Linked DNA regions of Anas platyrhynchos: region 1 is linked to region 2. The links are chromatin contacts, called in public Hi-C maps. All regions are on one chromosome and are shown on one strand. The core of a region is the stretch at or near the end of the contact, and the rest is flanking DNA. Distances in the headings are between cores, read along the strand shown.

Region 1 (6,553 bases), core at 2,816-5,315, 60 kb after region 2:
CTAAAGTCTCTTCCTTTTGGTTGTCCTGAAAATCCAGGATGCAGGCAAAGGGCTTAGGACATAATCAGCTGTCAGAGCTTGCCTTTACTGTGCCCCCTAAAGCCCCACCACACATTTTTTATTGTTACTTCCTAAGCTTGTCTAGTAAAAAGACAGAGCCCTGCGGGAGGGAATAGGACCTTAACATTATGTTGTAAAAACAAAACAAAAACCAATTATTCTGGAGGGAAAAAAAATCTTCTGCTTCTTGCCAAAAAATGCCAGCAATAATGGGCAAGGACCTGCGTTGACTCTCAGCTTTTAGTAATGGAGGGGAAGAAAAAAAAGTAAAAAAGCTCAAGCCCATAGGCAGCTGCTGCAAAATTTATTTCATTGAGCTAGCATTACAAAATACTGAATTAATTTTGTCGTAGACTTCTAAATTAATTTGGAATAAAACCTAATAGTTTATAGGAGCAGCTCATTGCTTTTTTCCTGGTTTGGTTTTATGCAAATCTATTCCAGTTGCTGTCAGCTGCTAAAAGATGCATTGACTACATCTGCATTTACGTTTCGGCTCTGAACAGCGGTGTAGCTCTGCAGTGAGTCTCTTCTTGTCTCCCATCATCACCCCATGTACTGCCTGTTCGGATGGTGAGGCAGTATTAGGGCCTATGGAAAAAATGCCTTTGGGGGACCAAAACAAGAGGTCCACTCCAGGGATAACCTCAGTGTTCTCTGACCCTCTTGGAGATGTGAATGCTCAAATCAATGACAGGGTCTCTGGCAGCTTCTAACGGCCCATGAGTGGCCATACTCTGCCTCGGGGACCAGACTAAACCCATTCTAGCAGAAAACCTACAAATCATGTGCTGTGTACATTGATGGGCCTTGGCTTCAGACTGCTTCAACCTGATGATCCCCACCTGCTGCTTGCATGACTTGCTGAGATGCACGTGGCCATGCCTGCTTCTTAAACCGTGTGTTGCCCAGTGGAATTAATTTTCTTTGTAAATGAGTAAACTATTTCATTAAAGGGTGTTGTATAACAGTGTACAGGGAAGTCATTAACTTTTTAAAGCAATTGGGGTTGGTTGGGTTATATGTATCCGCCCCATATGCCAATCAAAGTTAGCACTTCTCCAAAGAGGGAAGGAGCTCACAGTATTGTCTCTTCTTAAGGAAATTCCTCTTCTTGGTGGAGGAATTGATCTCAAAGCTGCCCTGCTGTGCCCAAACTTTTCATCCCAAGTCTTGCTACTTACTCTTGATGTTGGGTGTGGATTTACAATCGAGTAATGTTTGGTAACACAAGTGATTTGTTTGTGTTTTGTTGTGTCAGACGCAGAAATTGAGACACACAGATAGCATGTCTCGGTGTTACTCTGCATTTTTTACTATATTTGATCTTAAATATCCACCATTTCCTTCACGTGAATGATAAGTGCTTGAATGAGAATTCCTTCATGCATTCATAGCTTGGTAATTAAGCAAAACACTTATGGAAATTGGTTTATGACTACAGGCATATGGGCTTTTTCTTTCTCTGTTGGCGTTTCTACGTAAAATTACCAATGGCTAGTGTGTAGGACCTTAGTGGTCTCCAAAATAGAAAACATCCTCTGCTTGTCTGGTTGTCCAAAGTCAACGTGAAGTTGTGAGCTCATCAAAGATGGTGTTATTTCTGTGTTGTAAGCTTGATTTTTCCATTCAGTTCATACTTATTTAATTTTATATTTGCCCTTTTTCCCCATGTGTTGTAGTCAGGTTGTTCTTACTTCCATTGTCCACTTTCTCTGCTTGTCTGCTGGTGTCTTCATCTCAGCTGTGTCAGGAGAGAATGTCTATAGACAGGGGAGAACATAGATAGCTGTATATAGGTAGAGAATGGAATTAGTTTCTCGGCTAGCTGCACAGCTTGTGTGATCAGAATCAGAGATGTTTCTCAGTGACTAAGTGGCAGCTCAGAGAAAGCCGGCAAATATGAGGTCAGTGAATGGAGATATTTGGAAATCCACCATGAAACGTAGGTGGTCCAAACACTGCAGCTTTCTTCCAGCTTTGCTCTCCCTCTGGTTTTGTTTACAAGTTTTCCCCCAGACTTCCTGCCCAAGAATTTTTCCTTTCAGCCTGCTTAATAGGTTGGTGACAGTTGGCAGAAAGCACAGTTGGGCAATGATGCTCTTTCTGCGAAACATGAAAATATTTTCCTGGTATCCATATAAAGATGCAGATGCTTCTTATATCTAACACTGGAAATGAACTTTCATTATTTCCTGACGCAATCTGATGCCAACCACGCTGCTGTAAATCCTAATGTTTTGAAGCAGATTTGCTGACACCTTCATGTTCGTCAGCCCCCGAAGCTGACAAATTCTAACTGCAGTAATTAGGAGTAGGTTTTTTGATTATTATTTATTTTTTTTTGGTTTACAGGAATTAATACTGCTCTTTTTAGGGCTTATCTTTAAAGCATCTGTTTCTTCTAACAAGGTGTGTTGCCTCTAGGAAGAAGTTAAGCATCCTGGAGAAATAGTTACTCTTTATTATAGAGGACATGCATGTCTGCGTGAACTCCTGCCCCTTCTCTGAACCACAACCTGATCACAGTCTGTGAAGTTTGCCCTGGAGCTATGAAGATTAGCAAGGTTACCTGAAATTCCAGCCACACTAGTGATACTTTTTTTTCCTGAAAAAAAATAAAGGAAAGTAAAGAAAACCTGGGGAAACTGAGATGTTATTCAGTATCTGCTAGTTGCTGAGCCCATGCTTTCACTGGGATGTTGTGAATCACTGTGGGAAGTTTGTCCGGCTTCATGCTTAGCTTTAGCTACTGCATGTATGCATCTGAAGCCCTGGATAAGAATTTGTACTGGCCCTATAATCAACTTCTCCCTTAGCCCAATTGAGGCTCTTATTGGCTTTAAGAATGCAGTTTAAGTCATTCTGAAATAGTGTTGCAGCTGAGAATGCTTGCTGCGTTTATGCAAGTCGTAATCTTAACATTGAAACCCTAAAAATGTCAGTGAGCTTGTAATGTGGGTATTTTTTCACTAGGCATTACTTCCAAACGCCAGCAGACTTGGTCTGGAACTTGAACAGACCAAAAATATTTGAGTAGCACGTTTTAATAGCATCTTCTTTGTGCAAGAATTAGCCTGAAGTGTGTTTTCCCGTATTTTTTTATATATAAAATATATGTATCGATTTTGCTGTATGTGTCCTGCCATTGCCATTGCTGCTAGCTCTGTTTCCATCCTTGCTCTTTTGTCTCCCTGCAAAAAAAGGAGCATTAACAAATGGAATTAGGAGGGAGCCAAATGTGACATGTTCACATGTAGCATCTTTGAGGACAGCTGGGATGCTCAGGAAGCAGGTTGCTGGCACAGATGTATAGACACAGGGACATGGCTTTGGGGAATTAGAGCTTAGAAAAAACAAAAACCAAAGGAAGCTGAAGAGATTTTTTTGTTTGTTTGTTTGTTTTTAGTAGATGGTTATGCTTTTTGCAGTATAATAGCAATTTTCTTTTGTTGGTCAGAGGGTGGATATAGACCAGCTCAAAGCAAAGTATTGTTTTCCTTCAAATCCATTTTTTACTTATTTTTAATTTAGTATTCACTGGCAACCAGGGTACGTTCCTTTGTGTTGTCTAGTGGTGCAGGGCAGTTCAAGCTGTGCAGGGGAGCTTTGCTCTCGTTTGGAGCTGAAAACCAGAGCACTGGTGCACGGGGACAGGGTGAGCCCTGATTCTTCTTGACCTTCAGCCGTGAAACAAGGAGTCAGATAAACAGACTTCAGTTCTGTGAGAGTGCTCCCACCCCCGTGCTGAAAACAAACCCATAATTTTTACGTAGTGCTTTAAATAGAAGTTGGACGTTTCTATTCCTTAAAATAGCGTGGAAGTGAATCAAAGCAGCCTCTGTTCTGGATGTTCTTCCAGTGTGGACACATCCGTGCCTATCCCACTAACCAGGGCTTGATGTGGCTCCGAGGACCGCAGCAGCACGACCCTTCCCCAGGCAGGACTCTGCATGAAGCTGAGCAGTACCCGATGGTGGGAAGAGGCAGGTGACCTCTGTGCCTGCTCCCTTGGTCAGCATGGCCCCAAAAATGCAGCTCTAGGATGGTCTCCGGTGCTTTGGAGATGCTGCCCTTGCACCAGAGAAATGGGGGCAAAATCATCCCTTTCCAAACAAAACAAGTTCAAATCATCTCCTCCCCGTATCTCCTCTGGATTTGTGGTAGTGTCTCTACCAGCTCTCCTGCTACCACACCCGTGTCCTTCTGAAATATCTCTGCATGTCCTGGGAGTCAAAAATATGCTGGTGAAACTCTGTACTGTAACCACTAACTAAAACCTCACATTGATCTTTTGATGTGCGGTGGCTTTCTCAGCCCTTTGTTCTTCTCTGGAAAAATGATATTAGACATCACTCTGTGATAAGCTGGGTTGCTTTTACTGTGATAATGTTTTGTGGGCAAATCACACAATCACAGAATATCCTGACTTGGAAGAGAGCCACAGGGATAACCGAGTCCAACTCCTGGCTCCACACAGGACCACCCCAAAACCAGACCATGTGTCTGAGAGCGCTGTCCAAACACTCCTTGAACTGTGGCATGCTCGGGGCTGTTCCCACTGCCCTGGGGAGCCCTTCCAGTGCCCAAGCAACAATTGGAAGCTGCAGTCCTCCAGCAGGTAGGTGAACCAGAGGTGTGTGCACACTGCCTTTTGGAGGGGAGCATTCTCAGTACAAACTCTGCCCTACCCTCTCCTTGCCTGGGTGGGCTTGGAGATCACTCAGTCTTCCTGCATCTCCTACTGAGTGTAGGGTAGTGTGACTCCTTGGTAGTTACATCAAAACACATGCAGGTTTTTTGAAACATCCCAGTTTTCCTGTGAGCCTCACGTTTGTTCTCACTGGCTTGCAAGTCACGGCGTGCAATGCTTGCTCTCACTGCCTCAGTAAAACTTTGAGGCATGTTTGCTTTTACCCAACACTGGAGAAATCCTGGTGCTCCTTTTCCTTTTTCTTCTGAGAGAATAGTCCCCTTGTGACAAATTTAGAATTGATATTTTAATATTATTTATTGGTACCTATAGTGGAAAAAAAGAAATGTGTTTCGGTGGACACTGAAGTGGCTCAGATCACTGCAAATGTCTGAGAAATGTCCCTTTGCTTAAATGTGCCCCTTTGGAATGGCAGCTCTGCTGGGGCTTGGACCCGCTCTTAATGGTTTCGTTTTACTGGTGTGATTGGAGCCGTGTTCCCTAGGGCCAGCTGTAAGCTGCTGCATCAGAAACACAGGTTAAAAAGGTGACATCTGTCAAAACTTAAAGTTTCACCTTAAAATTCTAAAACAGAGCTCAGCACAGGAGCAGGAGAACAAACAGATGATAGGATTTTCTGCACAATAACTATCATTTGGATATTATTCTTTATTTCAACTTGCTGAGGGTATGAAAGCAGCATGAAAACCTACCTACTGAAATTCACAAGGAAATCTCAGCATTCCTGTATCCTTTTGAAAAATAGGCCCCAGGTTTTGAAAGAGTTTAATAAAATCTTTATGATCTTGCTTTTTATCTGCTAGATCTGCAAAGCTGCAATGAGAAGGAGCAATGAGCATGCTCACATGCTTTTATCTTGTAAGACAAGCAAGCATTAATATACACAGTTATATACACGGTTAATTACGTATGATTTAGATTGATACATATATTGATTTTTTTTGAAGGAAGAAACATGCTTTACTGGGGAAGAGTTATCAAGTATCATCTTACACTCCACTGGGTTTTCAAGATTTTTTTTAAGAACTGCCCTTTAAAGTATTTTATATGTATAAGGAAACTTCCTATAAACATGGCATTTAGGCAATGCCATTCTGTCTCCTTTATGCTGAAAATGATCAGAGGGGTTTCCACTCAGTATAAGCTAAGCAGCTCTCAGGTTTCATGTTGTTCATAGTACATGAGGGACCTTGAAGTGTCTGTTACATAATATTAATTCTATTTTCCCTAAAAACAGAATCATGACATGAGAAGATACCTTTTGCCTGCTGTTCTGTGCAGCATTATCATACATCTTCTTTAATTCTGTTTTATCTATGAGCCTTTGTTCGGTGATTCAGTCCCAGCTGATGATACAGGACATCTGCACGTAAGGTTTCAAAATTACTTTTAAGACACATTTTAATGAAAGCAAGACCCACAGTATGTTCTCCTATTAACCAACAGGCAAAAAATATTTCAGCTGTCCAAACAATTGCATATAGATCCAGCTACTTGCTGCCAGTCTCACTGACCTTAGCAAAAACTGCTCTTGGAGGCATTCTCTGAAGTTTTTTGCAGAGGAAAGATCTTGTTAATGCTGGAAACCAGAATTAACAACAGTTAATTTCCAATTAATCTGGAAACTGTGTGGTGGATGTACGTGAAAAACAATCCGTGAATCTTTCTGGATGAAATTTGTTGCTACCACTGACAGCATTATGAAATAAATGAGAAAAGGTTCCTAATCCGGCTCTCCATAGAGTCTTTTTTGTGCAAAATAAACTGCCTCCATGCTGG
Region 2 (6,248 bases), core at 3,675-6,174:
TACTAAAATTGACATTTTTGCATGTGGTTCTCTTTTCCCTGCCTGTGTCTTTCCGAGGTGATAGAGATGATCATCTTCAAACAAGAGCTGGTTACTGTATGATCCCAAGAACCTGGGTTTGTTGAGAGATGAGCTGCTGTTCTGGGCCCATCTGCAGCTCTTGAAGAGGTTTCTCGTTGGCAGACAGAGGAACCATCCGTGTTGACATGTATTAGGTTGAAGACATGGTGTATTGAGAGCAGTGCTTCTCTTGTATCTTGTGGAAGTCCTTGATTTTTATGCTGCCAGGTGTTGTAGCTGCAGCTTTTGGAGGGTAACAGTGACTTGATAAGGACGGTAAGCCATCATTTCAAGTACATGAATGTAAAAATTCCCAAACTGTGCAATAGTAAGACTCCCTCCCCATCCATTTTGCATGGCCACTGCCTTTCAGTATACGTGGGGCTGCTTTTTGAGGCAGTGCATGCAAGTGGGCTGGCCACGTCTCACCCTGGGAAGCCTGCAGAGAGCTCAGTGCACAGCCATCGGTGCACCAGGGCCGCAGACCCACGCAGGGCACGCTTGGGTTTAGCAGCACTCTTACACATGTTGCTGCTGACTATCAGAGGCTGTTTCAGTCAAATCTTGCTAGTTCTTTCTTTTGACAGCCAAAGGCAGAAAGGAACTGTTCTCCTGCCAAAAATCCCGTCCCCACTCTACAGCATGAAAAAGCTGGAGGTCTTAAAAATAGCCAGAAAAATTTAACTTCAGAAAACACGTGTCTCTTACAATTGCGTTTTCAATGGGTCTGAAGTGGGTTTGCTGGGATTTATATATTTAGCATGAAAGAGAGAGCAATTATGCAAAATATGAGCTCAAATGATTACTTTGGTAAAGTTATATGGAATTAAAAAAGCTCATGGTGTGAAGTCTTCGGCAGCCATAGCTCCAGTGCTGCCAGCGCTGCCTGTCAGGCAAGGAATGTGTTGTCCCACGGTTTTGTCAGCTTCATCCTGCAGTCACCAGTGAGCTCCTCTCACTTGCTCAGCAAATTATTTCCAACACTTGACCAGTAGGATTAAATGTGTGGTGTCAGTAGGTTCCTTACTAATAACTTCTGACTTTAATTTTGAAAGGATTTTACAGAGGATGTCTGTAGCGTTGCCCCAGATTCAGGTAATCAAGGTAGAAGGTAAATTATTGGCCTAAAGGCATCCTGCACACCAGGACACCCAGAAATTTAAAAGAGTAAATTTAAAATGTGAAAGAGTTAAATGGAAGAGAATGTAAATCAAGAGTGACTTTTCTTCAACTATTGATGTTGGGAACATAAAGGAGAACCCAAAGCAGGCACAAGAAGGAAAACTGCATTTGATTTTTTGAGAGGTAAGGGGTAGGCAGATTCAGATAAGTGAACAAAATGAGTGTGTCACAAGGGTGGAAATGGCTGGACAAGGAATGCTGTATGAGGATCAGAAAACTTCTTCTTTCCAAAGAAACCAAAGAACGTTGCAAGAACAGGAGGATTTTGGAACAAATGAAGTTTTAAGGCAATAAACAGTTTATTTCAGATTATATTTATTCTTCCATTTTTCTTTTTTAAACTACTGTCTTCCTTACAGTCCCAGCCCTATGTAACCAACACATATTCACAAATTCAACCAGCTGATGTGATTGAATCAGGATCAGAATTTGTGCCTTGTCAGAGGGCTGACTTGTAAGAAGGTACCCAACTACATTCCTTGGCACACTGGCAATGTGTCATTCTGTGTTCAGAAGATTTCTGAACCTTGAGAACTACATACAAACATAGAAAATGTGTAAGAGAGGGTTTTGACATTACTAGCAGTGAACAAGAAAAGATCATTGCTTTTCCTGTGTTACAGACATTAGATAAACTGCTATTGGAAACAGTATTTGCTGATTTATTTATTTTCTTTTTCTTTTTCATATTTAGCTAGGTGATTTCCCTCAGACCAATGCAGTGATAGATATCTCTAAACTTATGTAGCAACTCTGCTGATAGCAAAATCTTGTGAATATCAGAGGGGGTTTCCCATCACAGTTTAAGGCATCATAACCTAAAGAACATGAAAGTAGTTTTGGAGCCCAAAAACTCAAGGAGTTGCATGCTGTATTGCTAAAGCTTGCATGAGGCTAAAGACCAGCTGCCTATCCCCAAAGCATTGACTGAGATGGGAAGAATCCTTGACCTCAGGATCTTTTTTTTTTTTTTTTTTTTTTTTTTTTTTTTTTTTTTTAATGCACTGTCTGCTTCATGTACAAAATATAACCAGCATTGAGAAGGCAGAACCTTCTCCTGCCACAGTCAGATCATTTTCTACCTCGATGTCCACATAGCTCCATGGCTTTACATTCTTGCACAGCAACCCAGTTTCTGCTAAGAACCCATCTTTTCCCCAGTTTAACCTACAGTCTTCTTGGGAGGTGCAAGAGACATTTAAATCCTCTTGGGATGAAGCAAACCTGTGATTTAGGTGTCCTGATTCCTAGGTGAGGCTACCAAACATTAGGCTGTAAAATAAAAAACCTACTGCATCTCACTGTGCATCTTGGCTGGACTGAAATAGCCAGGAGATTTAGGCACTGATCCACCTGCTTTTGAATGCCAATAAATCCTGAGACAGCAGCTAACTCCCAGATATTCAGGCCTGGGGGAGTTCTGGGCCATGTACTAACAATATATAAGCAGTAAAATCCTGTAATTATTCCTGCTGTATGCTGAAATGGAAAAAATCATGTGGGGTTTATTAAAGCTGGACAAGTTCTTTGACCTAGTTCACAACATGACCTTGCAAACAGTTCTGCAAACACACCTTGAAGGGAGGGATGAACCGGTGCAGCAAGTCTTGAACAGTGTTACAATTAAACATTTACTCTCCTGAAAGAATAACGTGCCTAAAATCCACACAAATCCTTCTTTGGATCTGACCCCCACGTCTTAGATTACTAATCACACCCATGACATATTGCACTACTGTGAAATCATTTATAAGGCAGCTGCTATCACAAAATCCAGGTGCTATGGAGAGATGATCACAGTAATGAAAATCTACACATAAGACAAACAAATCCTCCCTCTTTCTCATGCAGTCACCCTTTAGTGTAGTGTATCCTGCAGCTGAACTTCTTTGTTGTGTTTCTTCAGGGAATACTTTCAAGAGAGAAGCTTGACAGCATGATCTGAAGAGAAATATGTCTATTTTTGATCGTGTTGGGCCAGCCATGGAAAAAAAAAAAAAAAAAAAAAAAAAAAAGCTTTTTTTTGTTAGCTCTCTTGAGTCCCTATTGACTATAACGTACAGAATGCCTCCAGCTTCTGAGATGGCTGTTAAAAAGACAGGTTGTTTTTGTGACAGCCAGCTGCTGTGACAATATGCTGTGAGAGTATTCCTTCTAGCTGGCTGGGGATTTGGTGTGAATATTTTCTGTTTAATGCACTGTGTCCCACATTTTATAGTTGGGCCTTGCACATACAAGTATTGAGTGCTGTGCTTCTTGGGTGCGTCGGGAGGTTTCTGGAACATTACAGCTCTCTCCACTGGTGGCATTTTAGAAATGTGAGCCAGTCTGCTCCTGGAGAGCTCCCGGACCTGAGGGGGTGACAGTTTCTTGCAGCATGCCTTTATTCCTGATCCTATAGCTTGGATGGGCTGCCTGGGTCTTGCTTGAGTGCTGGGCTGGAAAGGCTGTAAAGAAATATGGAACGCTCTGTGGCAATTACACCATATTATCCAAATCTCGATTAAAAGCATCAGAATGTTAACATGTAATTCTTACCTAGGTTTCTCAAACGTGGAAGCTGACCTATTATATTTAAAAATCCTCTGCCACATCTGTCACTAACTGGATTCACTACATAGACAGCTGTGCGCATCTTGTGTTTAGCAGCCAGAGCTCACTGATGTATTCAGTCGGTGTTACCTGGATGGCGCACAGAGCACCAGCCTTTCACAGCTTGCCTCAAAAAGGCAGAGGCAAAGCACAGACACGATTGCGTGCAGCAGGCCCTGTAGGACTCTGCTCCCCTTCTCAGTTAATAACTGAAGTGGCTGTGACTAGTACTGCTCACAAGGTGTGGGCTGAGAAGTGCTGACCTGGTTAATTACCAAAACTTTCCATCTATGGGCCAGGCTTGTTATGATGACCTTTACAGAAGCCATTTTAGTCAGTAGGAAAATTGTGTTTATTTATTTCAATACGTGCCGTTAGATCAGGGCTCAGGAATGAAGCACAACTGGTGATATTCTGGTATGAGTTTTGTCAAGGTTTGCCTTGCACCTAGGAGGCTCTGCCATGGGTATTGGCCAGCAAAGGCTCCTGTTTCGTCTGAAGGGAAACACGCACTTTCACTTCATGTACTCTCCACCAGGAGGCACAGTTTTCCTACCAAACCACTGGAAAAAAATATTAAAAAAATGCGTTATTCCACTGTATTCCGTCTGATTTAAACCTTCATCTTTATCCCGGTGAGAACCCCAAATAAAAACGCTTGAAGATGGGATTACCGAAACGCTGCGCTTTCATTTTTGCGAATAAACATGAAAAAATACCCAAGATTTTTTTATTTTTTCTTCCTCTTTCACGCTAACAAATCTGTTCCTCTTTGACACTAGGGATTGCCCTAGATCTCCCCACCACCACACACACACACACACACACACACACACACACACACACACTTTGGCCACCCAGCGCTTTACAACACCACAGGTTGTGTAAAAAAACCTCTCAATTTAGCTCCACAAACGGCCGACTTTATTGATTTTAACCGCGGCTCCCCAGCGGGGGCTCCGTGAGGCGGAGGCACTGGACGACCGGCGCTCGACAGCGGGGCCGAAAGGCGCGGCGGGGAGGGCGACAAAATGGCCGGGCGGCGGGACGGGGCGCCTCACAGGGCGGCTTCTCCCCGTCGGACCGGCCATGAGGGCGATGATGGGGGTGAGGGAGGCGCTGGGCGGCGCCATGGCGGCTCTCAGTGCGCGGGCGCGGCCCCGGGCGGCTGCGCGGAGCGGCGAGGGGCGGCCCCTGGCTCCCTCCGGGCCGCGCTGGCCGCTGTCCCCGCCCGCCCCCGCCTCCAGCTCCGCCCGGGCGCTGGGAGCGGCGGCGGCGGCGGCAACTTCCCCTCAAGTGTGGCTATGCGACCCGGCTGAGCGCTGGCCCGGGAGGGGCGGGCAGGGCCAGCACCGCCACCACCGGCAGCAGCCCCTCCAGCCACCGCCGCAGCAGCCCGGCAGCCGCCCGCCCGCCTCCCCCGTCCCCGCTGCCCTGCCCCCGGGCGGGGCGGGACCCGCGGCGGCCGTCCCATGTCCCGCAAGGCCAGCGACAATGTGGAGTACACGCTGCGGAGCCTGAGCAACCTGATGGGCGAGAAGCGGCGGCGGCAGCAGGCGGAGGGGGCCGCCGGCTCGGCGGCGGCGGCGGCTGCTGCGGGCGAGCGGAGCCTGATCGCCGCCGAGTCGTGCTCCAGCCTCAACAGCGCGGCGTCGGGCGCCGAGCTGGAGCGGGCGGCTCGGCGGCAGTTCCAGCAGGACGAGACCCCCGGCTTCGTCTACGTGGTGTCGGTTTTCTCCGCCCTGGGGGGCTTCCTTTTCGGCTACGACACCGGCGTGGTGTCGGGGGCCCTGCTGCTCCTCAAGCGGGAGCTCAACCTGGACGCCCTGTGGCAGGAGCTGCTGGTCTCCAGCACGGTGGGCGCCGCCGCTCTCTCCGCCCTGGCCGGCGGCGTCCTCAACGGGCTGTGCGGCCGCCGGCCCTGCATCCTGCTGGCCAGCGGCCTCTTCACGGCGGGGGCCGGCGTGCTGGCAGCCGCCCGCGACAAGGAGACCCTGCTGGGGGGACGAGTGGTGGTGGGACTGGGCATCGGTGAGTGGCCGACCCGCCGGGACCCCCCTTACGGGCTGCTTGCGGGGCGCCGAGGTGGATGCTGAGGGGTTTTGGGGGGTTCCTCCGGGGTGCTGTGGGGTTTTGGGGAGGCTGCTGGAGGAGGGGGGGTCCCCATCCCTGCCGGTCCAGCCCGGGGGGTCACGCCGTAAGGTGGAGGTTTGAGGGGGGCTGAAAGCGTGCCCGGCTTTCTTGGCCCTAAATACCTCTCGTCCCGCTCCTTGCGTTGCTCTAGAAGCTATGGGGCACCCAGGGGATGCTGTGGGGACAAAATCAGGTAGTAGCGGTGAGGCAGCAGCCTCTCTTCAAAGACATCTGCTTTGGGAGGCTTTGGGCTTTGCTGAGGACATCAGAACACTCTCACC

Evidence for each region. A called contact is a pair of places that touch in the nucleus more often than the background predicts.
Region 1: a Hi-C map of F1 follicle shows a contact between it and region 2, with 1.8 times the contacts expected there. The contact joins the enhancer-like site here to the promoter of SLC2A13 in region 2. A contact is called at or near these places in 3 of 8 Hi-C or Micro-C datasets (F1 follicle, skeletal muscle and subcutaneous adipose tissue).

What each region holds. Positions count from the first base shown.
Region 1 is chr1:15,565,911-15,572,463 of IASCAAS_PekinDuck_T2T, forward strand. The region is part of intron 3 of SLC2A13 (solute carrier family 2 member 13); the gene reads left to right. Among named protein-coding and RNA genes, the nearest start is that of SLC2A13, 59 kb to the left of the region's middle. Within about 2 kb of position 4,066, at least 4 of the 8 cell types and tissues checked have an H3K27ac peak or open chromatin away from gene starts, as enhancers often do. A contact at or near this core is called in F1 follicle, where this site is marked.
Region 2 is chr1:15,505,255-15,511,502 of IASCAAS_PekinDuck_T2T, forward strand. SLC2A13 (solute carrier family 2 member 13) reads left to right here and starts at 4,925. Exons shown (of 10, transcript XM_027458948.3): 1 at 4,925-5,865. The coding sequence starts at 5,307.